Regions from separate parts of the Mus musculus genome. Here all the other regions are linked to region 1. Evidence: chromatin contacts called from public Hi-C and promoter capture Hi-C data. All regions are on one chromosome and are shown on one strand. The core of a region is the stretch at or near the end of the contact, and the rest is flanking DNA. Distances in the headings are between cores, read along the strand shown.

The links. Promoter capture Hi-C pulls out the DNA fragments that hold promoters and counts their contacts. Hi-C and Micro-C count contacts between places; a contact is called where the count stands out from the background.
Region 2: a contact with region 1 is called in a Hi-C map of B cells, with 5 read pairs. The contact joins the promoter of Il6ra here to the promoter of Naxe in region 1. A contact is called at or near these places in 1 of 39 promoter capture datasets (liver), 1 of 484 Hi-C or Micro-C datasets (B cells) and 1 of 115 datasets of contacts at active chromatin or transcription factors (pancreatic cancer cells).
Region 3: a promoter capture Hi-C map of liver shows a contact between it and region 1, with 3 times the contacts expected there. The contact joins the promoter of Kcnn3 here to the promoter of Naxe in region 1. A contact is called at or near these places in 2 of 39 promoter capture datasets (both in liver).
Region 4: a promoter capture Hi-C map of liver shows a contact between it and region 1, with 4 times the contacts expected there. The contact joins the promoter of Mtx1 here to the promoter of Naxe in region 1. A contact is called at or near these places in 2 of 39 promoter capture datasets (liver and pre-B cells).
Region 5: a contact with region 1 is called in a promoter capture Hi-C map of liver, with 2.6 times the contacts expected there. The contact joins the promoter of Adam15 here to the promoter of Naxe in region 1. A contact is called at or near these places in 2 of 39 promoter capture datasets (both in liver) and 1 of 115 datasets of contacts at active chromatin or transcription factors (pancreatic cancer cells).
Region 6: a promoter capture Hi-C map of liver shows a contact between it and region 1, with 5 times the contacts expected there. The contact joins the promoter of Flad1 here to the promoter of Naxe in region 1. A contact is called at or near these places in 3 of 39 promoter capture datasets (erythroid cells, liver and pre-B cells).
Region 7: a promoter capture Hi-C map of liver shows a contact between it and region 1, with 3 times the contacts expected there. The contact joins the promoter of Hcn3 here to the promoter of Naxe in region 1. A contact is called at or near these places in 2 of 39 promoter capture datasets (liver and pre-B cells).

The regions. Positions count from the first base shown.
Region 1 is chr3:88,057,240-88,061,168 of GRCm38.p6, forward strand. It overlaps Naxe (NAD(P)HX epimerase), which reads right to left and starts at 1,256. Exons shown (of 6, transcript NM_144897.3): 1 at 1,088-1,256; 2 at 891-999; 3 at 682-792; 4 at 485-598. The coding sequence starts at 1,251.
Region 2 is chr3:89,910,590-89,914,657 of GRCm38.p6, forward strand. It overlaps Il6ra (interleukin 6 receptor, alpha), which reads right to left and starts at 2,607. Exons shown (of 10, transcript NM_001310676.1): 1 at 2,366-2,607. The coding sequence starts at 2,450.
Region 3 is chr3:89,518,722-89,522,509 of GRCm38.p6, forward strand. It overlaps Kcnn3 (potassium intermediate/small conductance calcium-activated channel, subfamily N, member 3), which reads left to right and starts at 1,443. Exons shown (of 8, transcript NM_080466.2): 1 at 1,443-2,683. The coding sequence starts at 1,748.
Region 4 is chr3:89,211,929-89,215,941 of GRCm38.p6, forward strand. Mtx1 (metaxin 1) reads right to left here and starts at 1,979. Exons shown (of 8, transcript NM_013604.3): 1 at 1,885-1,979; 2 at 949-1,018; 3 at 755-834. The coding sequence starts at 1,965. Thbs3 (thrombospondin 3) reads left to right here and starts at 3,252. Exons shown (of 23, transcript NM_013691.3): 1 at 3,252-3,396. The coding sequence starts at 3,318.
Region 5 is chr3:89,348,172-89,352,533 of GRCm38.p6, forward strand. It overlaps Adam15 (a disintegrin and metallopeptidase domain 15 (metargidin)), which reads right to left and starts at 1,857. Exons shown (of 23, transcript NM_001037722.3): 1 at 1,638-1,857; 2 at 347-456. The coding sequence starts at 1,716. Dcst1 (DC-STAMP domain containing 1) reads right to left here. Exons shown (of 16, transcript NM_029974.2): 15 at 4,296-4,362; 16 at 2,048-2,343. The coding sequence ends at 2,092. It also overlaps a transcript of Dcst2 not described here.
Region 6 is chr3:89,409,026-89,413,308 of GRCm38.p6, forward strand. It overlaps Flad1 (flavin adenine dinucleotide synthetase 1), which reads right to left and starts at 2,856. Exons shown (of 8, transcript NM_177041.4): 1 at 2,759-2,856; 2 at 2,133-2,355; 3 at 1-141. The coding sequence starts at 2,219.
Region 7 is chr3:89,158,814-89,162,739 of GRCm38.p6, forward strand. Hcn3 (hyperpolarization-activated, cyclic nucleotide-gated K+ 3) reads right to left here and starts at 1,344. Exons shown (of 8, transcript NM_008227.1): 1 at 972-1,344. The coding sequence starts at 1,246.

The sequences.
Region 1 (3,929 bases), core at 6-2,505:
GGCACAGTAAAGAGGAGTTGCTCATTCAGGACAGTCTGAATCCAGGCCTGAGTACCTACCTGCCTGTCACTGGTGAGAAGGGGTGACTGCCAGTCTCAGGCTTCCTGACACTGGAAGCCAGAAGAGACTAGTTCTGTTCTGCATATCAGTGTCTTCATCCATAGAATAAGCTGGGGCTTTCTGGTTTTTGTTTTGTTTTAATTTCTGACTTCCCACCCTTTAATCCATGCATCTACAGAAAAGGTTCAGGATGAGGCCCTGAGGGCCAGATTATTGTTAGATGCATGTTGTGGGAGTTGTTTGGCTGCAGAATAGGAGTGCCTGGAAAGTCGTGGAGCACACAGTCTGGAGGGGCTTCTACACCACTTTTTTTCAGAGAACACTTTTAGGGCAGACAGACACTAGGCAGGCCAGCTTGATCTGAAAATGGGAAGGGCAGGACAGGGGCAGTACTTACTGTAGAAACAGGCATCAACCCACCTACCTCTGGGGGCATTTCACCAAGGAAAGGAATGTCCATTTTCTGACACTGAGTCACTAGCCCAGTGAAGAGGGGCTTGTTAGGTCTTTTGGGGTAATAGATAGTTGGCTGGTAACCCTAGTTGAAAAGGAAAGTAGCCATTCAATCTCCGATCCCGAGTCTTCATACCTTGCCACAAAAAACTCCGTTCACATACTTACAAAAAGTTTGAGGTGTCGCGCACAGACCAGCCCATCCCCTCCGTTATTTCCGGGGCCACAGATGACCAAGACAGTCGGGGGACTCTTGGACATAGACGTGGGGGGATAAGCCTGAAGGCAGAAGTGCAGAGGGCAGTCACCGCTGTGTGCGCCACCGCCGGGGACCTCCCCACCTGCACCTCACTGAGGTTTCTCGCTGTGCCGCTTACCTTGGCAATAGCCGTGGCACAGCTCAACCCGGCCAGCTCCATGAGTTGATCCACGCTGAACTGATACTCGTTAAAAAGCTCTTGGTCCACGGCCTGAGCCTCCTCCTGACTGAGGGAAGTCCTGGCCTGAGTCCGCCCCTGGGGTGCTGGGGCCGCGGCCTGCCCTGCCCCGCCCCCGCGGGAGAGGGCGGCCGTACCTTAAGTACTTCACCGCAGCGCCCGCCATGGTCTCCGAGCCCCGGCGCTGTGTTCCCCACCAGATGGGCCTTGCACGACACACACTCTGCTGGCTGATGACCCGTGGCAGGCGCGAGCCCGCAACCAGCAGCCCCAGCCCCAGCAGCGTCCGCAGCCCGGACATTCGACTAGCAGAGCGCCGCTCGCACGGCGCATGCGCAGGGCCCGCCCCGCCCCAGAGCCTCTGCATCTAACCGTCCGTTCCTAGTCCCAGACTATCAGGCGTTCCGCCCACCTTCGTTCCGCCCTGCGTTCTCACCTTTCCCCGGCGTCGCAGAGTTCCAAACAGATGTGCTTCGCTCCCTCTGCAGTCCTGGCTGGCCACCATCTTGAAGCAGTTCTGTTGCCTCCTTGCTGAAAGGTGTGATTGCACGCAGTTTTTTAAAAATTAGTATCTTTGACCTCTCGCTGCCCCTGCTTTTTACAGGGTTTCTCTGTAGCCCTGGCTGTCCTGGAACTCACTTTGTAGACCAGGCTGGCCTCGAACTCAGAAATCCGCCTGCCTCTGCCTCCCAAGTGCTGGGATTAACGGCGTGCACCACCATGCCGACTTGTTTGTTTTTAACATTTAAAAATGCAAGGGTTGGAGGGAAGAGGCATGCACGTGCCTTGCTGCACATATAGAGGTCAGAGGACAATTTCTGTGCATCCGATCTCTCCATCCAAAGAGTAAGATCCGAGGATCAATCACAGGTTGTCAGTGCCCTTGCTCTTCAAGTGGTTTTGTGGACCTCTGCCCTGTCTGTTTTACTTATGTAATGTAGAAAATAGAATTTTTAAGGCTGTGATAGTGGCAGGAACTTTAGATTACTCCGGTAATTGTACTTCAAGTCCAAGGTTCTGTGGTCTTACGCAGGACCTCACCAGCTTTATTTTTCTGATTTCACTAGCATGTGAGTTACTCAAGGCTCCTTACAGATTTGCTGGAAAATATTTAGTTAGTTTATTTTTGGTCAGCTGATTTTGTTTTCAGTTGTTTCAGAGTATGGGTATGTGCGGTCACACAGGTGCCCTCGGGAACCAGAGGTGTCAGGTCCCCAGAACTACAAGCAGTACAAGCAGTCTCATGTGGCCTAGGCTGCCTTGGATCTTATGTCTTACGTTGCAAAAATGGCTTTAAATCCCTGATCCTCTGAGATTCTGGGTCTGAGCCACTGTAGCTGGCTTTATTTAAGTTTAGTGTTTGTTTGTTTGTTTGTTTATGTATAGGTTGTGAGCCATGTGGTTGCTGGGAATTGAACTCAGGACCCCCTGCTTGCTCTTGGCCCTCTTGTTCCGGTGGAAAGCTTTATTTATTATATGTGAGTACACTGTAGCTGTCTTCAGGACACGCCAGAAGGTGTCAGATCTCGTTACGGGTGGTTGTGAGCCACCATGTGGTTGCTGGGATTTGAACTCAGGTCCTCTGGAAGAGCAGCCAGTGCTCTTAACCACACTGAGCCATCTCTCCAGCCCTGAAGATTCATTTCTAAAACACAATGTGAAATATGTTTATTTGGCATAGATAATATGTTAAGCACTTACACATACCAGGTGCTAACATGAACCACCTCACTTCATAGCAACCTTAGTATTCCCGTTTCAAAGATTAATTAAAAAAGAAAAAAAGGAAGACCTGCCCACCTGCCCAGTGATAATGATGGCTGGTGGTGGAGCTGGGATCTCAGCAGGCTGACCTTACAGCCTTCTGCAACTTATCCTGTTGATTTCATTCTGATGGGCTGTGACTATAGAACAATACAGAAAATATCCCATCCACAGAACTCAGGAGACAACCAATGAGAGCTGTTTCTACAATCGCTGCCTCCCCTTTATTGCCAGCATGCAACCTTTCAGGTTTTCTTAATTCTGCCAAACCCCTAGTGTATTTTTAGCCTATCATAGATAAGAATATTCAATCAGATTAAGGAGGTTGGCTAGGGGCCTGACGCAATAGCAACATTCCTTTTTTTTTTTTTTTTTTTTTTTTGGGTTTTTCGAGACAGGGTTTCTCTGTATAGCCCTGGCTGTCCTGGAACTCACTCTGTAGACCAGGCTGGCCTCGAACTCAGAAATTCACCTGCCTCTGCCTCCCGAGTGCTGGGATTAAAGGCGTTTGCCACCACGCCCGGCAATAGCAACATTCTTGTGTGGCAGACACCATCATTTGCTCCTCTAAACCCATTCTCCTTCCCTAGCAGATCCTGATATTCATATCTTTGTGGAGTGGCACAACAAAACCCAGCATTCTTCCGTCTCCCTCCAGCCAGTAAGAGTGGCCATTTAATTAAATGTTCACCACTAATGAACAGAAATGATATGGATATAGACAGACAGACAAATAGAGATATAGAGCCACTCCTATAGAGTACTATTTTGGAGGGGTGTGCTATTTTGTGTGATTTTTTTATTTGTTTTTGAGGCAGGGTCCTACCATGAGCTCCGGCTGTCCTGGAACTCACTATGTATACCAGGCTGGCCTTGAACTCACAGAGATCTGCCTCTATCTGCCTACCAAGTGGTGAGATTAAAGGAATGCACCACTATGCCTGGCTTCATAGTGTACTTTTAAAAGATCTCCTCCACTTCTTTCTTATTACTGGGCTGGATTGAAGGCACGATGCTTGTCTTAGTTAAAGAGTTACTATTGCTGTGATGATTCATGACCACAAAGTAAGGTGAGGAGGAAAGGGCTCATTTAACTCACACTTCCACATCACAGTACATCCTCGAGAAAATCAGAAGAGGAACTCAAATAAGGCAGAGGCCATGGAGGTGTGCTGGCTTGCTCATCATGGCTTGAACAGCCTGCTTTCTTATAGA
Region 2 (4,068 bases), core at 1,357-3,856, 1.9 Mb after region 1:
TGCTAGATAAAAAATATATCCTTCAGAAAAATACTGATTCAGGGTGAGGCTAGGAATACAGGTAGGTTTTGTAGACCGAAAGAGGTTGTCCCAGAGGGAATTCAGAAGTCAGGAGGAGATTTAGATACATAGGCATCGGTGCTGCTGCGTGTTTTCTTGCCTTACAGAAGGAAAGGGGGACTGAAGCCACCCATGCCCAGCCTGTCCTCAGTCAGCAGCGCCTAGAAAGTTTGACCTGGCAGAAGCCTCAGTCCCAGCTGGTCCTGGGCCCCAGGTGGAAGAAGACACAGGAGTCCTAGCAGGCCCTGGAGGGGCAGACTATGAAAATCCCACCTGTTGGTGCTGGAGTGATGGCTCAGCAGTTAAGAACACTGGCTGTTCTTCCAGAGGACCCAGGTTCAATCCCTGCACCACATGGCAGCTCACAACTGTAACTCCAGTTCCATAGGATTTGGAACCCTCACACAGACATGAATACATGAAGGCAAAAACCCACTAAGGATGATGGATGGAGGAGAGTGTGTGTGTGTGTGTGTGTGTGTGTGTGTGTGCGTGTGCTGAGCTATCTCGCCTGCCCATATATATATGTTTATGTATATCTTCCACCCATGGGTTCCCCCCCAGAGAGCCATCTCCATCTGGCCTCACTTCTCTAAAGCCAAACATCTCAGTCATTTGCTCCACACTTCCTGTTTGGTGCTTGTTTCTTGATTGTCACTCTCCAGTTTGTAGCTGTGCAAGTGTGGGTGTGGGAGATGGGCTGGGGACTTCTCTGCCTCTTCCTTCTAAACTGGCAGGGCTTTCACTTCCTCCCCAGACTCCCAGTTCTGCCTTCTAAAGGCTGTTTGGGTCAGAAGACACCCCCACCCTTGGGTGTCCTTTCTGAACCACAGGAAAACAGAACTCGCTGTCTCCGAAGTGCCTTGCAGCTCCTTAGGAACAAAGGGAAGTGGTGGTGGGGGCGCTGGGGTATGTTGAGTAGTAACTGAGACAGGCAGAGAGGCCCAGTCCTGCTCTCCCAAGATGGAAGAGAGGACCTCAGTCCTGCCTGGCACCATGAACAGCTAAGCGGGGATCTTCTCTTTCATCAGTGTCTTCTCCCCCAGAATCCCACCAGATGATAGTGGTGCTCAGCCTACCCCAGACGCCCTCAGCTGTACCCACAGGAGAACACTGAGACACGGAGGGGCCTGATGCTTCCCATTGCATCTCTCTGAACCTCAGGCTCCTCCCAAAGCTTTATGTCAATCCTGTAGAGGATTAAAAACGTGTAAAATACAGGGTGGGTTAATACCTGAAATCCCAGCACTCAAGAGATAGAGGCAGAAGAGGCACAAGTTTGAGGCCAGCCTGGGTTATGGGAGAGCCTGTCTAATATATATATATATTTTCTTTATATATATATATATAAAGAAAATATAGGTAGGGGTAACAAACCAAGCTTGAGGAATTCTACCTTCCAGGCAGAAAGAAAGCCTGGAAGCCACTGTCCCCACGACCAGCACAGGATAAATCTCCCCCATGTCCTTTGGCTCTTTCTATGTTGTTGAATAAGCCCTCAGCCCCTAAAATAACCTGTAGAGAAGCAGTCTCCCAGTTCCTCCAGAAGAGACCAGGCAGGCTGCTGGGCCTGAAGCCAGAGCCCACAGAGAGGCCTAGACCTACAAGGCAGAGTGCAAGGAAGGTAAACACAGTGCCCCTACCCTACCCTCCGCCTGGTCCACCTGCTAATCAGGGAGGGCTGGGGCAGGGGGCGGAGGCACAGTTCCAAGAGGTCCCACATCCTTTGCTGTCAAACTCACAGGATTGGGATGGATGTGGGTGTTGGCATTCTGCATGCTAGGGCTAGTTGGCTAAAGGAGTAAGTTTGTGAGGCGGGAACACCCATGACTCAGAGCCCATGATGTCAGACCCTTCACCGTCGGGTCACTGTCATTACACACGACATGGAATGTAGTAGAACTAAGGAAAGCCACGCGAGGTGCCACAACTAAAGCAGAGAGAGCCAGTGGCATAAAGGACTCTCCAGAAGGGACTACTACTGTTCCACTAGGGCGCGCCCTCTGGGTATCTCTTTTTGGAGCGACCCGGGATGCAGTTGAGTAAGACTGGGAACACTGGGAACCAGACACCAGAGTCAGGTTTCAGGAAAACACACTGTCCTGTACTCAGACTTGAGGTAACTGGCCAGACACAGACAGGAGCACGCAGTTATAGGCGCTAGACGCAACAGGGGGCGCGCGAACCTCCACCGCGTCAGCACAGGTGAGTCAGCCCAGGCTAGCAGCCGGTACCGGCGGGGCTCACTCTGCGAACGGAACCAGACAGTGTCACATTCCCCACGCCCGCTCCGGGTTCCTCTTACCCAGCGCGCGGCAGCTCCCGAGGACCAGCGCGACCGCGGGCGCGGCCAGCAGGGCGACCAACAGCGTGCAGCCGACGGTCAGCATGCTTCCTTCTACGCGGGACGGCGGGCGGCAGAGCGGCTCCGCAGCCGGGGCCGGGCGGCCGGCAGACTGGGGCAGCGAGAGCAGTCGCCCTCGGCCTCGGGCTCCACACTCAGCTCGCACTGCGAGCGCTCGCCCCGGCGTGGCTCAGATCGGTGTGGGCGCGACTTCCCACATGCACGTGACACACAGCAGCCGGCCGTCCTGGCAACAGTGAAACATTTGAGGAACCGGTGCTGAAGCTCCTCTTGGCAGCCCCGGCTCGCGGTTACGAAAGCCCAGTAGGATGGCGCAATCGGCCAGCGCTCCGGGCCACCGGAGGGGGTTACTTCCTGCAGCCGCGCCACACCTGAGCCCCCAGGGACCCCCACCAGGGCCCCTCCCCAGGTTTTGACGCTGAGATAAGGAGAAATATCCCCCTCCTTCCTTCCATCCGCGCCTCCGCTTGAGTTTTGCTTTCATGAGCGCCAGCCAGTGGCTCTGGCTGTTAAAGTAGAAGGCAGGTCAGTGTCCTGGGTGCTTACGGGAATCAAACAGGGAATCCGAAAAGACACCGATGTCTGCTTCGAGCCCAGAGATTGTGATTTAATTGGTCTGAAGGAAAACTTAGGCGTCCATAACCTGAGAAAAAGATTTCCTCTCATCTTCCAGTGGAGGAGCAGCTCTTTGAAGGCTACTGCAGAGGCAACGAAACCAGTGTGCGCTTTTGAGTCTGGCCCAGAGACACATGTGTTACCCTCCTCAAGATTGCTATCCCGATCCGGAAGTCTCAGTTTTCTCACCTATTAGAGATGTATTTTTAAGCCCATGATAAAGATTCCTGGAAACACTGTCGATGTACCTGGAGCCTAACTGCTCAACAAGGAGTAGGGCTTTGATTACCCATCATGACTTGACTGGACACAAAGGAACCGGCGTTTGCTATTTACCAGACTCCACCAAGGTTCCCTTCCAAGCTACAGAGCTTGAAGCTACAGGGCAGCTTCCCATGCAAATGCAGAGGGAAAGAAACACACTGAAAAGAAAATTTAGGGCTGGTGAGATGGCTCAGCGGTTAAACGCACTGACTGACTTCCGGAGATCATGAGTTCAAATCCCAGCAACATGGTAGCTCACAACCATCTGTAATGAGAAACAAATAAAACCTATGGGCCTGAGCGAGCCGGGCCGGAGCAAGAGGGAGAAGGGAAGGGATAAGAAAAAAAAAAGAAAGAAAAGAAAATGTAGATGGGGAGCCCTGGACCTACACCAGTATGTTTTAATGTATTCTTCCATTTCAGGGTTCAGCTGATTAGAGTCCATGGGGCAACTGGAATGTGTGTGTGCTGGCTGAACCCCTAAATAAGACATGACCTTATTTAAGCAACATGCTGGCCTCAGACCTAGGCATCCACCGCTCTCTGTGGATGTCAGAACCAAACCTGTACCCAGGACAATGGGATTGGTTTTGATGGCACTTCCTCAGCCACGCTATAAGTCGGAGAGAAAGGCATGGTTGTTCTCTCTCCCTGTGGTGGGGCAGGCATTTGGGAAGCAGAAGCAGGTGAATAGCTGTGAGTCTAAGGCCCTGTCTAAAAAAAATACATATTTTTTTCTCCTGCTATTTAAAATGGGATTAAAT
Region 3 (3,788 bases), core at 193-2,692, 1.5 Mb after region 1:
TGGAAGCATGATGGGTGTGTGTGAGCAAGTGTGTGCTCATACCTGTACACGGGTGTGACCACACACATGCATCTGGATATGTGTACTTCCACACTTATCTAGGGGAGACACTAGACAGAGGCCTGAGGATGGTGGGGAGCTGGGAAGTGGATAGGAAGATGCTCCCTCTTAGAGCCCAGGTGTGCCTAGAGGAATTCATAGCACTCCCCCCCCCAATTGCTAAGGCTGTCCCAATTAAAAATGGAAATAAATTCATCTCTGGTCTTGTCCCCTTGGAGAGTCTTCTGCACACAGTGGGAGTCTAATAAATACTTTATGAGGAGGAGTCTGAACCAGGGAAGCCAGCAGCTGTTTCCAGCTCTGACTCTCAGAGACCCATGGGGCAGATCAGACATGGAGCCACTGGGATTTCCAGTCGTCCTCATCGACCCTGAGGTGACTCCAGACCCAGCTGTTCTGGAAGAGGCTGGATCCAGGTTACTAAAACATCCTGCTTTGGGGAAGTTGGCTCTTCCTTGACAGATTCTCTTTGGCCCTTTCCCATCCATCATGTGGATACTATTTATTGAACAGCCACTGTGTGTTGATCATCATGGGGGGGGGGGAGCATCTAGGCAGCGGAAGAAGAGTGGTGGACTCAGGCTGATCTCTGCTCAAATCCTAGTGCCTTTAATTACAAGCTGGGTGACAAGAGCCATATTTCTTATCTGCGTGTGAGTGGGCTTCTTTTCTTTCCTTTTTCCTTCTTTTATTTCTTTTTTTAGGATGATGACGTCACTTCATAGGGTTGATGTGAGGATTGGAAATAACAGAGGCTCCTGTACACAGCGCAGGTGCTCTGACAGTGGTAGGTAGGTGAGCTTCTCCCTGTCAGGAGTGGGTCCCTTCTGCTTCTGTCAGTTTATGCTCAATGCCTCCCGGTGTTAATTTTCTTTGTAAAATATGAGCACAGTCCCTATCCCCTTGGGCTTTTGGAAGATGTACCTGGAATCCAATGTGTAAAACAACCTGTACAGATACTGGCTATTAATCAACGTTTGTCCTCCGGTCCCGGTTTCCCCAGCATGGTGACAGCTTCCCCTTTAGGGTGCTCTCGATCCCTTCCTTTCATCGCCCCAGCGCCAACATTCAGCCGGGATTGCTGTGGGCATCAGTATCCTGACCGTACCTTTCAGAGGAAAGAAGGCAGGTGCTCAGCTTGCGGGTGGAGTGTGGAGGGGTTGGAGTGGTAGTGGTCTTGGAGCAAAAACTACAGTTCCCAGCCCTCGTTGCGCTGCCACCCGGCGAGGAGCGAAGGATGGCAGGCCCCTTCTTGGAGGCGGAGCCTGAGAGGGAGGCGGAGTTTGGAGGGGTTGGAGAGTTAAGCCAAGCCAATGAAACCGCTGGCTAATAAGTGGGCTTGGCTTGCCATATAACAGTGTCAGGAGGAGGAGAGCGAAGCTATTGAGCCAGCGAGGAGTGAAGCTGAGTCTGCTTCATACACTCCTAGAGGACCGCCTTCAGAATAGAGTTCTTTTCGCCCCTTCCTCCTTCCCCCGGCTCCTCTCCTGGCTTTTCTACCCGCCCAATACAATGCATACTCGAGTGGCAGCCCCAGAGAACTGAAGCAAACCAAAGAGAGAGGACTGGAGCCAAGACACTTCTGGTGGGGAATCTTGGATGCCTGGCTTTCTTTGAGGTCATCTTTGGAACGAGGGTGGCTTTGGGGTGGAGGGTCGTGCTGCAGGGAACTCAGCCAGGCCCCAAGATGGACACTTCTGGGCACTTCCATGACTCGGGGGTGGGGGACCTGGATGAAGACCCCAAGTGTCCCTGTCCATCTTCTGGGGACGAGCAACAGCAGCAGCAGCAACCGCCACCACCGCCAGCGCCACCAGCAGTCCCCCAGCAGCCTCCGGGACCCTTGCTGCAGCCTCAGCCTCCGCAGCCTCAGCAGCAACAGTCGCAGCAGCAGCAGCAGCAGCAGTCGCAGCAGCAGCAGCAGCAGGCTCCACTGCACCCCCTGCCTCAGCTTGCCCAACTCCAGAGCCAGCTTGTCCATCCTGGTCTGTTGCACTCTTCTCCCACGGCGTTCAGGGCCCCCACTTCAGCCAACTCTACCGCCATCCTCCACCCTTCCTCCAGGCAAGGCAGCCAGCTAAATCTCAATGACCACTTGCTTGGCCACTCTCCAAGTTCCACAGCCACAAGTGGGCCCGGTGGAGGCAGCCGGCACCGGCAGGCCAGCCCCCTGGTGCACCGGCGGGACAGCAATCCCTTCACGGAGATAGCTATGAGCTCCTGCAAATACAGCGGTGGGGTCATGAAGCCCCTCAGCCGCCTCAGCGCCTCTCGGAGAAACCTTATCGAGGCTGAGCCTGAGGGCCAACCCCTCCAGCTCTTCAGTCCCAGCAACCCCCCAGAGATTATCATCTCCTCCAGGGAGGATAACCATGCCCACCAGACTCTGCTCCATCACCCCAACGCTACCCACAACCACCAGCATGCCGGCACCACGGCCGGCAGCACCACCTTCCCCAAAGCCAACAAGCGGAAAAACCAAAACATTGGCTATAAGCTGGGACACAGGAGGGCCCTGTTTGAAAAGAGAAAGCGACTGAGTGACTATGCTCTGATTTTTGGGATGTTTGGAATTGTTGTTATGGTGATAGAGACCGAACTGTCTTGGGGTTTGTACTCAAAGGTAGGGACTGTGGTTTCTCTTTATACATTCAACAAAAGGAGTATGTAGACGAGAGAGAGAGAGAGAGAGAGAGAGAGAGAGAGAGAGAGAGAGAGATTGATTTTGAGAGATTTCCTAACTTCCCATGTTTTTCTTCCATGGTCCTGTGAGAATTCCTTTCTTGCTTCCCTTTGTGGGGACATCCCCACACACTGTGTCTAATGTGCAGACTCTGTGTTTGGGAGGATTAAAGAATCCCTTCTGAGAAATCGCTCTTTTCCTCCGGGCTCACGCGTACTAAAGCATAACCCAGCAGCTTAACGCACCAATTAATTACACTCTGCCTTGATGTGTTTGCCAGTTCCTGCTACTTCCCTCCTCGCCTCCCCTCCCTGCTCCACTCCATTCCCCCCCCCCCATAAAAAAGAAATAAATGTCTGGGTGGGGGTGGGGATCCTGTACCGTTCCCCAGCTCCCCCCCCCCTTCCCAAGTTTCTATTTCCCTTCTCTTCCCAGAGAGACTCCAGGGTAAAATGGAGATGTTCCCGAGTCTCTCCCAAGGGCACCGGGTTAAAAATATAGGTGGAGGAAATCAGCAGTCTCTTCCCTCAGGAAAGAGGACTCAGAATAAACCTGCCGCTGCCTTGTAAACATGCCCTGATAAAAATGGCTACAGGTGTTACCCAGGCAGAGCATGGGCACCGCCTTGCCATCACTCGGGGAACGGGGAGCGCCTCTCCTTAGGATGGGATGACAGGGCTTCCCCAGCGGGTCACCGCGGAGTCGGCACCCCAGCTTAGCCCTGGTTCTTCCCTCCCACCCTAACTCCTTCTCCTTGGGATAAATAAAGATGAGTGTACGTGTGTGTGCACGCTGGATGGAGAACGGCAGGCACAAGGCACTGTCTTGGGGGTGGGGTGGGGTGGGGGACGCTCCATTGCTCTATCCTTTCAGTTGGAGGAGAGAGCTTCCTTCCCAGAGGGGAAGGAGGTCGAGGAAGGTGGGTTTTTGTCAATGCTGCATTTGCCAGGAAGCTGCATGCCAGAAGGCTTGGAGGTGCAGGGAATTGTTGGGCAAACGGTTTCCCCTACTGTACCACTTGGTCCCAGTTTGCTGGTGTTTGCAT
Region 4 (4,013 bases), core at 729-3,228, 1.2 Mb after region 1:
GAATAACAGAGCCAAGGCCTCTACTCTCTCGTAATTCTTAATCATCCAAACCTGGCACGAAGCTTTGTCCATCCTGAGTCCTGTATCTAGCATAACTTAGCACTTGAGAAGAGAAATAGTCCTTAGAAATCTTTGTGGTTTTTTTCTCTCTCTCTCTCTCCCCCGACTTTTACTCCTTTCTTTGACAGTTCTGGCCTGGAACTCACTCTATAGAGCAGGCTGACTTTCAACTACAGAGATCTGCCTGCCTCTGCCTTCTAGGTGTTCAGATTAAAGATGTGTGCCACCACTGCCCAGTGACTTTTTTCTTTTTTGAGAGGGGTTCTTATGTCTTCCAGGCTGGCCCCAAACACACTATGTAGCCAAAGATGATTTTAAATTTCTGATCATCCCACTTCTACCAAGTGCTGGGATTATATGCGTGTACCACCATGACGGTTTATATTAGAAATTCCTTTCAGGTCTACCCGGAAACCAACTGCTGTTCTCTACTCTTCTTTATTTTCCATGTGTCATCAGCCTGTGTATTTCTCTTCCTCCCTGCCCATTTGATTTCTCCGCTTATCCCACCCCACAGCCCCTTAAGTTCACTATCTGGCCAACTGCTTGTCACAGTCACACTGCATCCCCCATGCTGCTCCTCCCTGCTCTGGATCACACTGCTCTTGCCTGGCCTGTGTCTGGTGGCCAATAAATAAGTTACACTTCACGGACTGGATTTCCTCCATTGTCAGCCCCCACTCAAGTCACCTACCTCTTTACGAAGATGGGTGATGATCTTGTGTGGCACTGTAATGACTTTCCCATCACTGGTTCGAAGAGCAGGCAGAGTTCCTGATATTGAGAAAGAAGTATACTCACAGGGTCCAGCTTGCCTAGTCATACTCATTTGCATTGCATTCCTGTCCCCTGCTCCTCCCCTGGCACATTCCTGTCCCTCAGGGATACCTGAAGGGCTCTGCCAAGGATTGCTGGTCTTGTGTATCTTCAGTGGGGCGCCTGTAAATCTGGTATAGGTCTGCAGGGAAGGAAGCAGACGGTAGAGAGGCCAGGGTATGGCTTCATAAAGAAACCAAGAAAAGAATCCGTGACTCAGTAAATTATGTTCTATGGTCTATACTTTTATACCAAAAGGAGAGGCGGAAAGAGGGTGTCATTCCTATTTACAAATGGGCAAACTAGACCAGACAGTTCATGGACATGTTTATATGTCCATTTCCAAGATTAAACATTAGGAAAAGATTTCTACCCTTATGCCATCTACACTGTAAAGCCTATTCACAAAAGCTTTTCCTAATTAACTTCCCTCTTCCTGGAAGTACTGATTTACTTTGACAGTCTCTGTATTCTGTTTCTACTTTACATCAATACACGTGATCGTTTCATTATTTGCTTACATGTTTGCCTTTCTGTTAACAATTTCAATACAAGGGTCAAAATCGTATTGCAAGGGAATGTTTTTTACTCTAAGAGGCATAATAAATGTTTTTTGCAATCCCGAAGACGTTGAATGAAGAGAAGCAAGTCTGCCTAGTTCTAAAGGTCTTCCTACACAGTCTGGCTGTGGGGCTGTCTGGTCTACGAAAACGAGATTCAATGGATTCATAGCGGAAAAAGAAGAGATCGTCCAGAAGGGGTTATCCCAAGGTCACCCAGCCAATAAATGGATAGGCAAGGTCTAAACCCATCTTCTGAAGCCCTGACCAAGCCTACTTCCACTGCTACACAAATCGATCCTAGGAAATCCGGACGTAAGGCGCGGAGCCCACATCGGCCTTCGACTGCCTCAGTTTCTCTCAAGACGCATGCGTCTCGGTTCTCGGCAAAGCTCGAGCACCCACTCCGGCTCTCCAGAGATCAGAGGACAGGTGCATGAGCCCTCACCAGCACGGCCAGACTATCCAGGTCCACCGACGGCAATCCCCAGCCCCCTGACCAGCAGAACAGCTCCATGGGCGCCGCCATCTTGTACGCTCTCTGACCCGGAAGCACCTTCTCGTATGCGTCGGCCTTCTCTCGCCAGGAACCGCCCCTGGTCCCCGCCTCCCTGGCCGCCGGGGCTTTGGGGTCTGGGGAGGCGTGGCTCTTGGCGGCCTGAGCCGCGGCGGGGCTGTGAGAGGTGGGGCATCGGCCTTCTGGGGAGCGCCGCGGGCTCGTCCTGAGGCGGCCCCCGTAAGGGAGCAGGGCCGCCGTCCAGACGCGCTTGGGACTTTCGCGGCGCCTCTGCCGAGCGTAGCCACGAACCGCCGGCGACACGGAGGGCTTGGGAGAGGGGCATCTGGTGCGGCTTGTCGGTCTCTGGGGGCACTTGCCAAACTGCACATGGCCCCGACAACCCCGGGCCCTCTCAGGTCTCAGCCCTGAGCGGACGCCGCGGGGGGGTCCCCCGAGCCGCATGTTTTCCACTGCGCGTTATGTTTGGAGAGGGCCTCGCGCTGCCTGTCGCCATGGAAACAAAACAGGGGCGGTGGCGGCGCCCGAGCTGAGGCCCGGCTGGGGCCTGAGTGGGGGAAGGGGAGGTGCGGCTCGCGGGCAGTTGCCTTCGTAACGGGAACTCCTGGTCGGTCCCCAGCTCCCCTCGGGTTCACCCCGGACAGGGCCATCCCGCGGTATCCAGTGTTCCCCAGTCCCATCCTCGCTCCTGTCTTCTAGTTTATGGCTCTAGCCTCTGGTGATGCTTTCCCCTTTCTGATGTCTTAGAAAGCCATCAAGTTCTCGTCGGTGCTTCCAGATTTCTATTTTCCCAAGAGTGAGGGGAAATGGAGGAATGGGCACATGTCAGGGACGCAACACACCGTAATAAAAAAATTTTTTTTTTTTTTGCTGTGCCACATCAATAAGCCTCGTGTCGTACGTAGTCTTCTAGGCACTGTAGCAAAGGATGGTCCACTGACATCCATTTCCGCCAACCGTGAAATAATGCCTAGAACCTAGAATTGCCCAAGGCAGGGGATTCTGACTTTTCCAACCACTGCTTGCAGAGAACAGTAGCATTTGGTAGCGCTGTTAAGTTGAAAGCTCCCAAGAACCAGATGTCAGGCTAAAGGGAAGCATCTTTGAGGAAAATCATTATGGTGGAGCAGGAGGCAAGGAAAGCTCTGGGACTCTTTCCCAGTGCCTCTGGTTTCGGGAGCCGGTGATGCCTCCAAGGTGATTGGCAGCTCTTTGTTTCAACCCCCCCCCCTACCCGCCTGCTCCCCCCCAACCCCCCAGCTCGCTCCTCAGTCCCTCCGCCCCCCTCCTGCTCCTGCTCTCCGCCTAGTCTTTTTCCCTCCCAGTCGCCTTGCCTGCCAGGGGTAGTGAACCGGCTAAGCGGCATGGAGAAGCCGGAACTTTGGGGTGTCCTGGCTCTCCTCCTCCTCTGCTCTTACACGTGTGGCAGTCAGGACCTTCAGGGTAAGCCTGCATTCATCCCCCTTGACACCTCTTTGTCTCCTTTCTTTTGCCCCCAGGCAAATAACAGACCACATGTGAGTTTGAGAGAGAGGGAAGAGTCCTGAAATGGGTTGGAGAGAAAAGTTAACACTGCGAAGAGTGAAGGGTTGGTGATAATGTAGGAGGGGTGGGCACCAGAGTGGTGGGTGAGTGCAGATTGGTGCAGTGTCAGGCACTGAGACCAGGATGGATCCAGGAGGACTCCACGACAGAGTTAGTCTCAGAGCATCAACAGGATAGTCTGGGCAAGCAGCTTGATTGATGGTGACTGCACGGTGGGGGACCCTGGGCTTGGTTCCCCCCCCCTTTACTCTGGCTCTTGGTTTCTAAAAGATAGGGCGGGGGTGGGGATTGGGCAGCTTGAACTCTCCCGGAGGTCTGGTGGGGGGATGGCCCATGGGTGGTGTAGGAGAGGTGGTAGGAGCAGATGACACAAGCAAAGATTCTTTACTGGCTGGAAGGGAAACCACAGATTGGCCAGGACACAGGAGGAAGAGATGCTGGCTGGGTCCTACATTCCCAGGGGGGAAAGACTAAACAGCGATGGGAGGGTCAGAGCGCTTTGTGGACGGCTGTAA
Region 5 (4,362 bases), core at 607-3,106, 1.3 Mb after region 1:
GAGAGGAAGCATCATGAAGGACCCAGCACAGGCCCCAGCCCTTCCTCTGACTCAGCTTCAGAAAGTGTGTATCTGTCTGTCTGTCCCTTTCCAAATCTCTCCCTTACTGAAAAAAAGAACAGTGTGAGTGGAAAGGAGGAGGCTTAGTGTCAGAACTCTCCCAGTGTACGTGATGGACAGACAGGCTGAGGCCGAGGCAGACACGTATGTGCAGAGGGGATGGAGCTGAGTGTAGCCGGGGGCTTGAAGGAAAGGAGCAGGACCCGGATGGACCTGTTACCCTCAAGATGATTAATACTGTGGAGTGCGAGGAAAGAGAAAATCTTATTAGCAGGCTGTCCCTCACCTGAAGCACGTCTGCTAGGCTCATTGGGGGGCTGTCCTGAACAACCCGGCTCTCCATGGATCCACTCAGCGTCCTCTCTGGGCTGGCTTGCTGCTCTTCCTCAGTGCCTCCTGCAGGGTCCCAGAACATCCTAAGAGATTGCTGAGGAAATCCCTAGCAAGGCTGGAATCACTAGTGTCCTCAGACCCACCGACCCTCAGCACAGAAGGCTATATCAGTGACTTAAGCGGTCCTGCAGTGTGTGCCAGGATTTAAAGGAGGATATGGGAAGGAGGGGTTTTTTTTTCCCCAACTTACGGATTTCACCCATAAGTCCCCAAAGTTCAGAGTATCCAGCTTGCAGCTCCTCCTTGCCTTCCCTTTGGCCAATCCCAAGATTTTCACGGGGGCCCTCCCTTGTTCCCATCCCTTCCCAATCACACTCCCCACCCAATCAGGAATGCCCTTTCTTAGGTCTAAGAGAAGTCTGTGGCCTAGTGCCCACTTGCCCTTCCTTTTCCCTCACAGTAGAGATGCCTGCCGGGAACACCCATCTTTGGGTGAGCAGTGCAAACACTCTGACCTCCCTAAACAGCCTTGATGCCCAGTCAGGCGCACCCGTTCCCAACAGCCTCCGCTTCCTCCGCCAGCACCCCCCAACAATGGCCCTCTCCTCTCCGGACACTCCACCCCCGCCTACCCTCTCGGCCCCCAGCCCAAGACAGCAGCGGGAAGTGAAAGTTCCAAGGAGGAGTTGGTGTCCCAGTCTCTTTCCTGGCGAAAGCTCCCTCCCCTGGCTCCTCCGGGCCCCTCCCGCTCCGCCAGGCTTCTGGTGGCAACCGCACCCGAGTGAGCGGTGCTGGCCGCCCAGGTCTGGAATGAACGGCTGAAAATAATCCTTTTCACTAAAACCCCACTAGCTAGTCCGGGCACTTCATTGAGTAGAACTGTCAGCTAGGCACTAGAGAGACGAAGACGTCAGTCCTAAGGAGTGACTCTTTCCATGATCTGAGCGCCCCACCCCCACCCCCCGCGCACGCTCTTCAGTGCCTGAGACTCAAAAGTGTCTGCAGGGATAACTCGGGACTTCAGGACAGAGGACGCCATCCTCCCTCCTCCTCTTCCTCCTCCTCCTCCTCCCCATCCTCCTCTTCCTTTCGTTCTCCAAATTACCTGGCCCTAGGCTTTGGTCCGCAGATCACGCAGGCTGCCCTCTGGTTAGGCTCCGGCAGACCCCAACACCCCATTGCCTCCGGGTTTCCTTGTACCTCTTTCCAAATCATCCCCTCGACCCACTGTCCTGGGAACTCACCTATATTTGGCAGCGGCGGGGAGGGCCGAGGGCTGCCCGCGCCCAGGAGTCCCAGAGCCCAGAGCAGCGCCAGCCGCATGGCCGCGGAGCTCCGGGCTGGACTGGGGCAGCAGGTGCGGGGCTACGCGTGGAGGAGCAGCCACGGCCCCGCCGGACACCAGCTCGGTGCAGCGCAGCAACTAGGCCCCGCCCCGCCCCGTCTGAGGCTCCGCCCCGCCCCGTCTGAGGCTCCGCCCCTGCCGCTCAGCGCAGCCTCTTTCCGGCAGCTACCGGGATGGGTTTGGACACCACAAGACTCGCGCCTTCCCTCCATCCTGCCTCCCGTCTGTAGCCCGGCTTCGTGGAGATTGTGCGGGCCAGTTCTTCCGGCTCACCCAATCCCGGATGCCTGCGAAGCACCAGCCGCAGGAGCGTGCATCACACTTTATTAAGCAAGAAGGCGGGCAGCATCCCTTCAATCGCCATACACAGCGTCGTCGTTGCTGTCGCTGTGGGCGGATGACGAGAGCTCTTCGCGGGGCGTGCACACCGGGCAGAGCCGTTGCATGTCGTCCCAGCACGACCGGCAGTACAGGGCCTTGCAGTCTGGTGTGGGGCACACGTAGGAATCCGGCGTCTCCATTGCCTGGCACACCACACAGCGCTGACGCATGAAGCGGTGCAGGAGAGGGCACCGGCGATACAGAGCCTCCACCAGGTAGTGGGGCTGTTGGAAGATGAGGTGGATTGGTTAATGCCAAGTGGGCTGAGCAGAAAGGGTTGTCAGGGGCACTGGGCAGCTCTTAATGTATGAAGTCCCAAGGCCTGACAATGCTATATTGGAGGAAGCTGGGGTAGACAAGAAGAGCCCTCGAGGGCGATATTGAGATAAATCGAAAGAGTCTTCTTCTCCATGATGGGCTGCGGAGCCTGGCGTGCCCAAACTTACTCCCAAGGATGACCCACAACAATTCTGTACACCTGTGGAGCGGCTTAATTTGGTACTTAGGCTTAGAAGGGAGGAGGGCACAATTTACACCTTACTGGGCTGGAGAGATGGTTCCGTGGTTAAGAACCCTGACTGCTCTTCCAGAGGACCCAGGTTTGAATCCCAGCACCCACATAGCTAACAACTGCCTGTCACTTGAGTTCCAGGGAACTGGATGATCTTCTGGCCTCCCTGGACACCAGCCACCCATGAGGACACAGACATATGCATAGGCAAAACACCCATACACATTAAATAAGTGCAAATTTTAATTAAGTCTTTTTTAAAAAATCTCTCCGGGTGGTGGTGGTGCACACCTTTAATCCCAGTACTTGGGAGGCAGAGGCAGGTGGATTTCTGAGTTTGAGGCCAGCCTGGTCTACAGAGTGAGTTCCAGGACAGCCAGGGCTACACAGAGAAACCCTGTCTCGAAAAACAAACAAACAAACAAAAAACTCAACCCCCCCCCAAAAAAAATCTCAGAAAGATGGTGTAACTTTCCTAAGTCAGATCTGAGTCAAACCTGGCAGGAACCAAGTCCCAAGCTTTGTGGCCATTCCACAGTCTCACTTTCCGAATACCCTCTTCATACAGTTGCCAGGAATTCTTAAGAGCAGAGCTGGGCTTGCCCTTCGAGCGCTCAGAGGTCTGTTTCTTCCCAGCCTTGCTCTGCCTCCTTGGCTCCTGCCACACTTTGCATTTCCCTTAGCTTGCCCTTTGACCTTGGCATCCACTTTGATCTCTGAGTTTGTTTTTTTTTCACACACTGTTCCTTCAGCTTAGAACACATACCCCCCTATTTCATCTAGCCATTCGAGTTCAGTCTACTTCAGGACCAGGTCAAGGGATCCCAGCCTGCTGATGTTCATGTGTGCCGTGGGGTATGTGTGGCAGTCAGGGGACAGCTTGTGGGGAGTCCTCTCCTTCTACCAGGAGGATGGAACTCGGGTCATCAGGCTTGGTGGTGTGTGTGTGTGTGTGTGTGTGTGTCTGTGTGTGTACCAGCATCAATGAAGTAAAACCCAGGCATTGTAACAACTGAACAAATGAATTGGTTAACACCATCTTACAGAGAAGAGAAAGCAAGACCTGGCAGTTGAGTAGGGTCACACAGCTGCCATACCATGGCAGGGATGAAGCTGGACTCAAACCAAGTCTTCTCTGGCAGCCAACCACCATACCACTCTTCCAACTCTGCAGAATGGCCTCACAGACCTGTCTACACTCTGTTCTTCCAAGGGGGAAAAAGATACAGTGAGGACCCCTGGCTCCTTCAGCTTCAGGATGTGTGGACTCAACCGCAGTTCCGGTTCTGTGTCTTCCAAAGACTGCATGTTCCCTCCTGAAGTCCCACTGACCCCTGGCCACCTGCCTCCTCTCCATTTCCCAGAACCACCTTGGGCTTGTCTGTGTGCTCTTTCTTATGGGGTCATTGCTGCCCTACAAACAGACCACCCAATCTCACATCTCCTTTCTGCCACTTCCTAAAGTCCCATGTATGTCTGCAGCTGGGTTGAGTATTGAGTTTCAAAGACAGATGCAGCCCTGACCTACCCTGTATCTGCCAGACCCACTCAGCTCCACTGGGCCTGGGACACTGAGGGTGCTGGGTGTCCTGAAAAGGGTGTCCCTTCTCGGAGAGTCTGCAGACCCTGTGGAGAGCTGGCAGGCTTGCTAGAGACTGGACTTACTGGAGCCTTCTGCTGATTTGCCCTCCGAACAATGGCGGCCCTCCTCAGTTTAGTGAAAGCTGATCTC
Region 6 (4,283 bases), core at 1,606-4,105, 1.4 Mb after region 1:
AGTGAAGCGCCTGGAGAATGAGTTGACCTCGGATGCAATGGTGGCTACTTCATCAGGCACAACAGAGACTCGGCAAACCTGGACCCCCAGGGAGCGCAGGGTCCGGCAAAGAAAGTAAGTGTTGGTATCTTGCGTGTGTCCCTAGGGATTGAGGGAAAGACAAGATTGTCAGTGCTGGGGAATGAAGGGCAGATGGGGAGGTAGCTACATCTGTCTAGTGATGGAGCGCTGGGTTTTGGAGGGGGATACTGCCAGGGAGCCTGGAATGGGAGTAAGAACGAGAAACCAAATTGAATGTAGAGAAGAAGGGATTCTCCCTGGGGCTACTTGGCTGTCATTCGTCCTGACCTCACTTGGATTTATAGATTTCATAGTCAGTTCTGCACTTTGAGCTTGACTTGATATAGACTCAATCATTAATTCTGTGGGGCTCTTTGGACTTGGTCACCGACCCCAACAGTTTGAGTTTTAGTCCCTGGCTTCAGGTTCATACTGAGCAGCCTCACCACGACCCTGGTTGCTTTGCTCAGTGATATCTCAGATGTAGTCATGGTCAGTTAGGCCTTTCATTTCAATCAACCCCACTTCTAAAACCTCTCCCATCTTCTCTCCTCCACATTCTCACTTCCTTAGAGTCTTTTTCCTGGGTGATGTTGACAGGCTCTGGGCCAACCTCCAGTCTCCCACACATCCATCCCCTACCCCCCCCCCAGTGTTCCACTCCCCCCAGTCCTCAATCCTCTCCACTATGCTCTGCTCCCTGCCTTATAAGTAACTTTTTTTAATGCGTCACTGTGTTCGCTAAATCACTTCTGTGCTCAGAAACATGTTGGCTCCAATTGCATACAGAATAAAGTTCAAATTCTTTTGCAATCATTAAAGCTGGCTGGCTATACTGTGTGCCCTATCTTCTTTCCTAGCCTTAGCTTCTACTTTTCTCTCTCTACAGGGGGGATGAGTAGTTAAAGAGTTTGTGTTGGACTCTGTCTCCAAATAAAATAAATGAAAAGTTTGTGTTCTGGAGCCGAAGAGCTGGCTTAGTAGCCAAGAGTGCTTGCCTCTGTTCCAGAGGACCCAAGCTTGGTTCCCAGACTGGTTGGGCAGCTCGTAACAGCCTTAAGTCCCACTCCATGGAATCTATAACTTCTGACCTCTGTGGGCACTCCCCCACCCCAACATACAGATATATAAACATAAAATTAAAAATTTTAAGCCTGGCATGGTGGCATACATCTTTAATCCCAGCACCCCAGAGGCAGAGGCAGAGGCAGGTGAATTTCTGTGAGTTTAAAACCAGTCTAGTTTACATAAAACAAGAGCTCTAAGCCAGCCAGGGATACCCAGTCAGACTCTGTCTCAGGTTTGTGTTCTGGAGTAAGGAAGAATTGGGCTAGAATCCTATCTCTTCCACTATTTTCCTTTTTTAATTTATTTTGAGACAGGGTTTCTCTGTGTAGCCCTGGCTGTTCTGGAACTGGCTATGTAGATCAGGCTGGCCTCGAACTCACAAAGATCCACTTGCCTCTGTCTCCCAAGTGCTGGAGGTTAAGGCATGTATCACTTTGTTCCTAGGACTTTGTAGGCTTGTGATCTGGGGTAAGTTTCCTAACCTCCTTGAGGCTGTTTCATAATTTATAGAGATCTGTAATAAAAACCCCAATTTCATGGAATTTTTGAAGTTTGTAAGGCCACATGTGATATAGTTAAGTGCAGACCAGCCTCTGGTAGACACTAAAAAAGATCAGGGTAACTATTACTGTTGCCAACCCATGCTTGCCACATCCTCTAACAGCACCCTGGCCGTCCAGAATAGAGTCCTTTCTTCTCTTACCTTCCTTCTAGCTCGCCTATCCAGCCTGCTGAGCTTCCTCTACTTGCTGTGCCACCTGTCACTTGTTATGTGGCTACTCTGCCCCCAGTCATACTTCGTAGCAAGTTGTAGGAAAGTTACTACCCATCTTTCAACAGAAACACTCAACCGAAGGGTCACTTTTCCTCCAATGTGTTAGGACTCACTCCAGGGCCGGACTTTGGCAAGAAAGGGGATTCCTACTCCGGTTTCCCTCCTTTCACCGTAAAGAGTCCACGACAATAGAATGCCACACTCTTCCCCTCTTCCGTTCCAGACACACCTTAAGGATCTCATCTCCAACAATGATGATGCCTGCTGTCACGCTGCGCCCTGATCCTGGGGGCAGTTCAGAGGCCCTAGATGCCATGGTCCTGCCCTCTGTGCTCTTTTGCAAGGCTTTCCAGTAGCCACTCAGAACCCCAAATTGGGGCCGTATGTACTGAGAGGCCGCCAGGTCTACAGGATGCAGGAGGCCATACCCTGAGTTCCGGGGTTGAGGGAACCTGGAAGAGCCAGAAAGGACAATGAAGACGTCAGGAGTGTACCTTCTTCCTAGAGGAAGGAAGGCTCAATCTTCTTTAGTCACCCTTACTCCGGCCTCTTTAACATACTCTTAAGCCCCAGGTTCCTAAAAACGTCTCGATTCCTATTCCTTTAAAGTGCCATGTTTTCCCAAGACCTACCACTTTAGATATCTCCGTCTGCCGAGCAGGTTTAAAATTTGCCCTATCTTGGGTATATCTGCACCTTTAAATGTCTCTTCTCTTCGGATCACCTGTCCCTTTAAATGTCTACCTTATTCTGGGCCTTAGGGTCCCTTTAAATGCATTTCTTTCCTCCCTCCGCCAATGACCAGGGCTCAACCTACTTCTGCACCCTTTCTATCCCGAGATCTCTTTTTCTCACCAGGCTTCAGATCACTGATCTCGTATCATCCCACCTCTATTTTGCCCCCTGCACAGGGTCATTCGCTCTTTCCTTTCCGCATGTCCTAGGACAGCTTCCGTACTCAAAGTCCCGCCTTACAATGCTTCATGTTGATTGGTTATTTTGGCTGTCGCTCACTCCTACCAGTGGTTCTATTGGTCTAACCGGCAATCGCTCACGCGCCTCATCGCGGAGCTAGAGGAAATGCTAAGTTGTTATTGGCAACACCATGTAGTCATCACTGTCCGGAAGTAAAAATAGGGGCCTGGCCTTAGCCCATGGAGGGCGGGACTTAAAGTGTTCTGGTACTCGAAGGGAAAATATTGGGAGGTGTTTTAAGGACTGTCGGGTGGGACTGTCGGGTGCTGCTTTGTAGTACTAGAAGAAAATGAAGGTCTGATTCTGTTTCATTCAAATATTAAAAAACAGTTCAGACAGAGCCCCAGTATATAGCCCGGGAAGTAACTTGTTTAAACCGATCAGCCTGGTCTCGAACTGCCTGGGGAGTGGTGGGATTCAAATCATGTGTTACTACACTTCATTGCATCACATTTCTCTTTCTGTCTCTACCCCTCTCTCCTCTTTCGAGATAGGGTTTCTCTGTGTAGCTGGAATTCGCTCTGTAGACCAGGTTTATTAACTCCTCCTGCTTCTGCCTCCCAGGTTCTGGGATTAAAGGCGTGGGCCACCACCGCTTGGCTTTGCCTCTTAAATTTGAGAAGGTGAAGATGGTTTTTCTTTTTTTTTTTTTTTTTCTGAGACAGGGTTTCTCTGTATAGCCCTGGCTGTCCTGGTACTCACTCTGTAGACCAGGCTGGCCTCGAACTCAGAAATCCGCCTGCCTCTGCCTCCCAAATGCTGGGATTAAAGGCGTGGGGAAGGTGAAGATGTTATTAGCATTAACAATGAGGTGTGAGCTGCAGGGTGTGGAACCTTCGTTTGTTTCTAATATAAAGGGAAAAACTACTTAAGCTTCTCTGACTTTAAAATGTAAAAACCCTTTCCTGCCCCACCTGCCTCCAGAACATCACTTCCCAATGATGGGTCCCTGGAGAGAGGGGTACGCAGGAGTACCTTGGACTCACTTTGGGTACTCACAACATTTCATTCCTACTTCAGTGCCCCTCCACCCTTTGCTTTGCTGGGGAAAAATAGCTTAATCATCTGGGTTTTTTTTTTCTTTTTTTTAAAAAAGCTTTTACTATTATTGTATGACTAGGAAGGACAGCAGTGTCCCAGCATGCAAATGGAAGCCAGAGGACAACTTTCTGGAGTCCCTTTTCTTTCACCTTTATGTGGGGCCTAGGATCTATCCCAATTTGGGTGGCGGAGTCTTACTCTTACCTGCTGAACCATCTCGCTATCCCTAGATATTACGATATGTAAATTGTGACCCAGTAGGTTTGGACGGGGTCTGACATCTACATTTCTCCTGGGATTTTCTGTTGTGACTTGGAGGCATGCTAAAACCACAATATCTTTTCAAATAAATATGCTCTCATGA
Region 7 (3,926 bases), core at 94-2,593, 1.1 Mb after region 1:
CGCCATCAGAGCATCTTCACAGCCTGACTCACAGGCAGTCACAAGCCCAGCGGGTGATGTGGTAGAGGACTGCGAAGCAACACAACTCTGAGGGGGATATGGCTTCTGGGGATATGTCTGAGGGTGAACTGGGGGAGGGGAGGGGATCTGCTGGAGAACAGATAGGCAGGTGAGAGCGAAAGAATAAAGAGGACTGGAAAGAACAACGCAGAATAGGGGACTATTTACAGGGAGTGAATGTTTGAGAATGGAAGATACTGTCTGGGCCTCCGATTGTGTTTCCAAGCTCCAGAGACACACCTCATTTCTTCAACTGAAAGCTGTCCTTCACTGTCCCCAAGGGCAGGGCTGATTTTCTCCCCTAGCGACCTTGATGTAGACGTACAGCCTGAAGGGGACAGTGAAATGGCTACATCCCAGTTCTCTGTCCCTTTTCTCTCCGGGAAACACCTGGGCGGTGGCTGAGCCCCTGCTTTCCTTCCCAATCTTTCTGAGTACCCGCCCCGCCCAGCCGCATTCCGCCTTCAGCACCACGGACAGCAAACAGAGCTGTGGACCCGACTGACCCCTGTTCTTCTCCAGCGTTCCCAGCGTCCCTGATCTGTTCTACTGAACTGGGCAAGTGCTCGGTGTGTGGTTAAAGCGTGGTAGAGAGTGGAACTAGGCTTCTTCCTCAGGTCTCCAAGCTTTGGGGCATGATATAATTTCCCACATCCCCAGAAAACAGTACTGAAAAGAGGCAAGGTTTCCAAACTCCGATGCTCTCTGTGGTCATTGAGGTTCCTGCATTGGGTGCACTAAGTCCTCGGAGATTACCTGATGTTCGCTGTCCCTTATGCTTCCCTAACCTGACAAAACACTGAGGACCTCGGGGAAACCCGCCTAGGAATTCCCAGGCTGGGTTGGGGGAGGTGACTCCACCCGGCCGGTAGCACTGGTGTCCCTCGCTCTCCCCGTTGAGCCCCCCGTACCGGAAGTCGCTGTAGGGGTGGATGATCCAGGCCCCGGCGGACTTCACCCTCTCCTGCTCGATTTCTACTGCTTTGTGGCTGCCGAAGACCCGGAGAGAGAACTTGTTGACCGTCGGCTGCAGCAGCGTCCCGAGCTGCCGCCTCTTCGGCTCGGGCGCAGACTCCGGCACCCCACCTGAGGCCGCGCGGGCCTGGGCCGGAGCCGCAGGAGGCGTCTCGCGTGCAGGGGTCGCCGCTTCGCCGGCCCCCGCCGCCGGCCGCGCCTCCTCCTCCATGATTGCCCTCACTCGTAGGGCCTCCCCAACCGGTCCAGGGCCATGGCGGGCGCGCAAGTCTCTGGGAGAGCAGCCCAGGCAGGGGAGCTCCGACCCGCGTGCGCCCGGGGCACAGGGGGCGTGTGCAGGCGACAGACGTGCGAGAGCTGCGCCCCCTGGCGAGGGCTGCGTGAGACTGGGCGGGGCGGGGCGGGGCGGGCCGCTGGCACAACTGCTGCCCACACTTTCCCGAGAGGGCGTGGCTTAGGGGTCCTGAGGGTGGGTGGGTGCTGTGTGTGTGTGTGTGTGTGTGTGTGTGTGTGTGTGTGTCTGTCTGTCTGTCTGTCTGTCTGTCTGTCTGTGTCTGTGTGTGTGTCTGTGTGTCTGTGTGGTGGGAGTGCTCAGCTTGCTTCTGGAGGCGGGAAACTCACTAGGGCATATGCAGCCTGGGGACCTCCTGAGGGTCAGGGACAGAATGGGAATCTGTTCTGACCATGTCCTTTCTCAGCACTCTCCTAGGAGTCTTGCTATGCCAGAGATCCTCTAAACTGCTTTCTGTAGTATGTGTTTCCTAATTCATTAAGACAACCTTTAGCAAAACCATTCACTGAGTGCATGCTGAGGATGCAAAACTGAGCACAGAAATCTTAGCTAAGTCAATGGTTCATCTCCATAAACAGATCAACAACCAAGGAAATACCATACTACATGCCTTTCTGAGCTTTACGTGTAGAACAACTTTTTTGTTTTGTTTTGTTTTGTTTTGTTTTGTTTCAGACAGGGTTTCTCTGTGTAACCCTGGCTGTCCCGGAACTCACTTTGTAGACCAGGCTGGCCTCGAACTCAGAAACCCGCCTGCCTCTGCCTCCCAAGTGCTGGGACTAAAGGCATGCACCACCACCACCCAGCTTCTTTCCTCTTCTTACAGCCACTGCCTGAGATAAACCGTCATAATCTCCAACTAAATTATTTCAAGAAGTTTACATTTTGTTTTTGACATGGGCTGTAGCTCAGGCTGGTCTTGAACTTCTGATCTTCCTCTGAATTTCAAGCACTGGGATTACAAATGTGTGCCACTCTACCTGGTCTCAGAAGTTTTTAATAATTTTCAAAGTCTGCTGGACTTGGTGTTGCAGTCTTTTAATCCCAGTACTTGGAAGGCAGAAGCAAGTGGATCTCTGTGAATTTGACACCAGCCTGGGCTATATTGTAAGTGCTAAGACAACCAGGGATACATAAAGAGACTGTCTCAAAAGAAAAAAAGAAGTCTTCACCAAATTCTCCTAGACAAATTCATGTTTCAGTCTCCAAGTACACTTTCTACATCCACATGACACTGTTCAGTTTTCTTAAAGTCCTTCCAAGTGTCTCCATTTTAGAAATACATTTAAGGGCTGGAGAGATGGCTCAGTGGTTAAGAGCACTGACTGCTCTTCCAGAGGTCCTGAGTTCAATTCCCAGCAACCACATGATGGCTCACAACCATCTGTAATGAGATCTGATGCCCTCTTCTGGTTTTATATTATACATAAAATAAAAAAGAGAAAGAAAGAAAGAAAGAAAGAAAGAAAGAAAGAAAGAAAGAAAGAGAGAAAGAAAGAAAGAAAAAAGAAATACATTTAAGCTCCTTAGTGAAACTTACCAATCACTAAAAATTTGAACTTAGTCTCAGCAACTTTCAATTACTTATAAATTGTATTTGTTTACTTTATCTGTCTGAGGGGTTTGTTCCTATGTCTGTTCTATGAACCATGTGTGTGTGCCTGGTGCCTGCAGAGGTGAGAAGAGGGCACTAGAGGCCCCGGAACTGGAGTTAGAGAGAGTTATAAGCCACATGTGGTTGCTGGGACTTGAACTTGGTTCACTCTAGGAGAGCAGCCAGTGCTCTTGACCCCTGAGCTCTCTCTCCAGCCCTGAGTAATTACACAAGCTGCAGGTGATGGACTGCGTAGTTCTGCTGTTTTTGTTTTAGTTTCCCTGTTTTGTTTTGACTTTTTTTTTTTTTTTTTTTTTTTTTGGTTTTTGGTTTTTTTCAAGACAGGGTTTCTCTGTGTAGTCCTAGCTGTCCTGGAACTCACTCTGTAGACCAGGCTGGCCCCGGAACTCAGAAATTCACTTGCCTGCCTCTGCCTCCCGAGTGCTGGGATTAAAGGTGTGTGCCACCACTGCTAAAATCACACCTCCTTAATCCTAAAATTCTTGTCAATAAAATACAAAGAGATGCCGGGCGTGGTGGCCACGCCTTTAATCCCAGCACTCGGGAGGCAGAGGCAGGCGGATTTCTGAGTTCAAGGCCAGCCTGGTCTACAAAGTGAGTTCTGGGACAGCCAGGGCTATATAGAGAAACCCTGTCTCAAAAAAAAAAAAAAAGGTGTGCGCCACCAAGCCCGGCTTGTTTTGACTTTTTAAAGATTTATTTACTGTAGCTGTCTTCAGACACACCAGAAGAGGGCGTCAGATCCCATTACAGATGGTTGTGAGCCACCATGTGGTTGCTGGGAATTGAACTCAGGACTTCTGGAAGAGCAGTCAGTGCTCTTAACCACTGAGCCATCTCTCTAGCCCCCCTGGATAGATTCATCGATTCTCTCTCTCTCCTCTCTCTCTCTCTCCTCTCTCTCTCTCTCCTCTCTCTCTCTCTCTCTCTCTCTCTCTCTTCCTTTTGGTTTTTTTTTCGAGACAGGGTTTCTCTGTAGCCCTG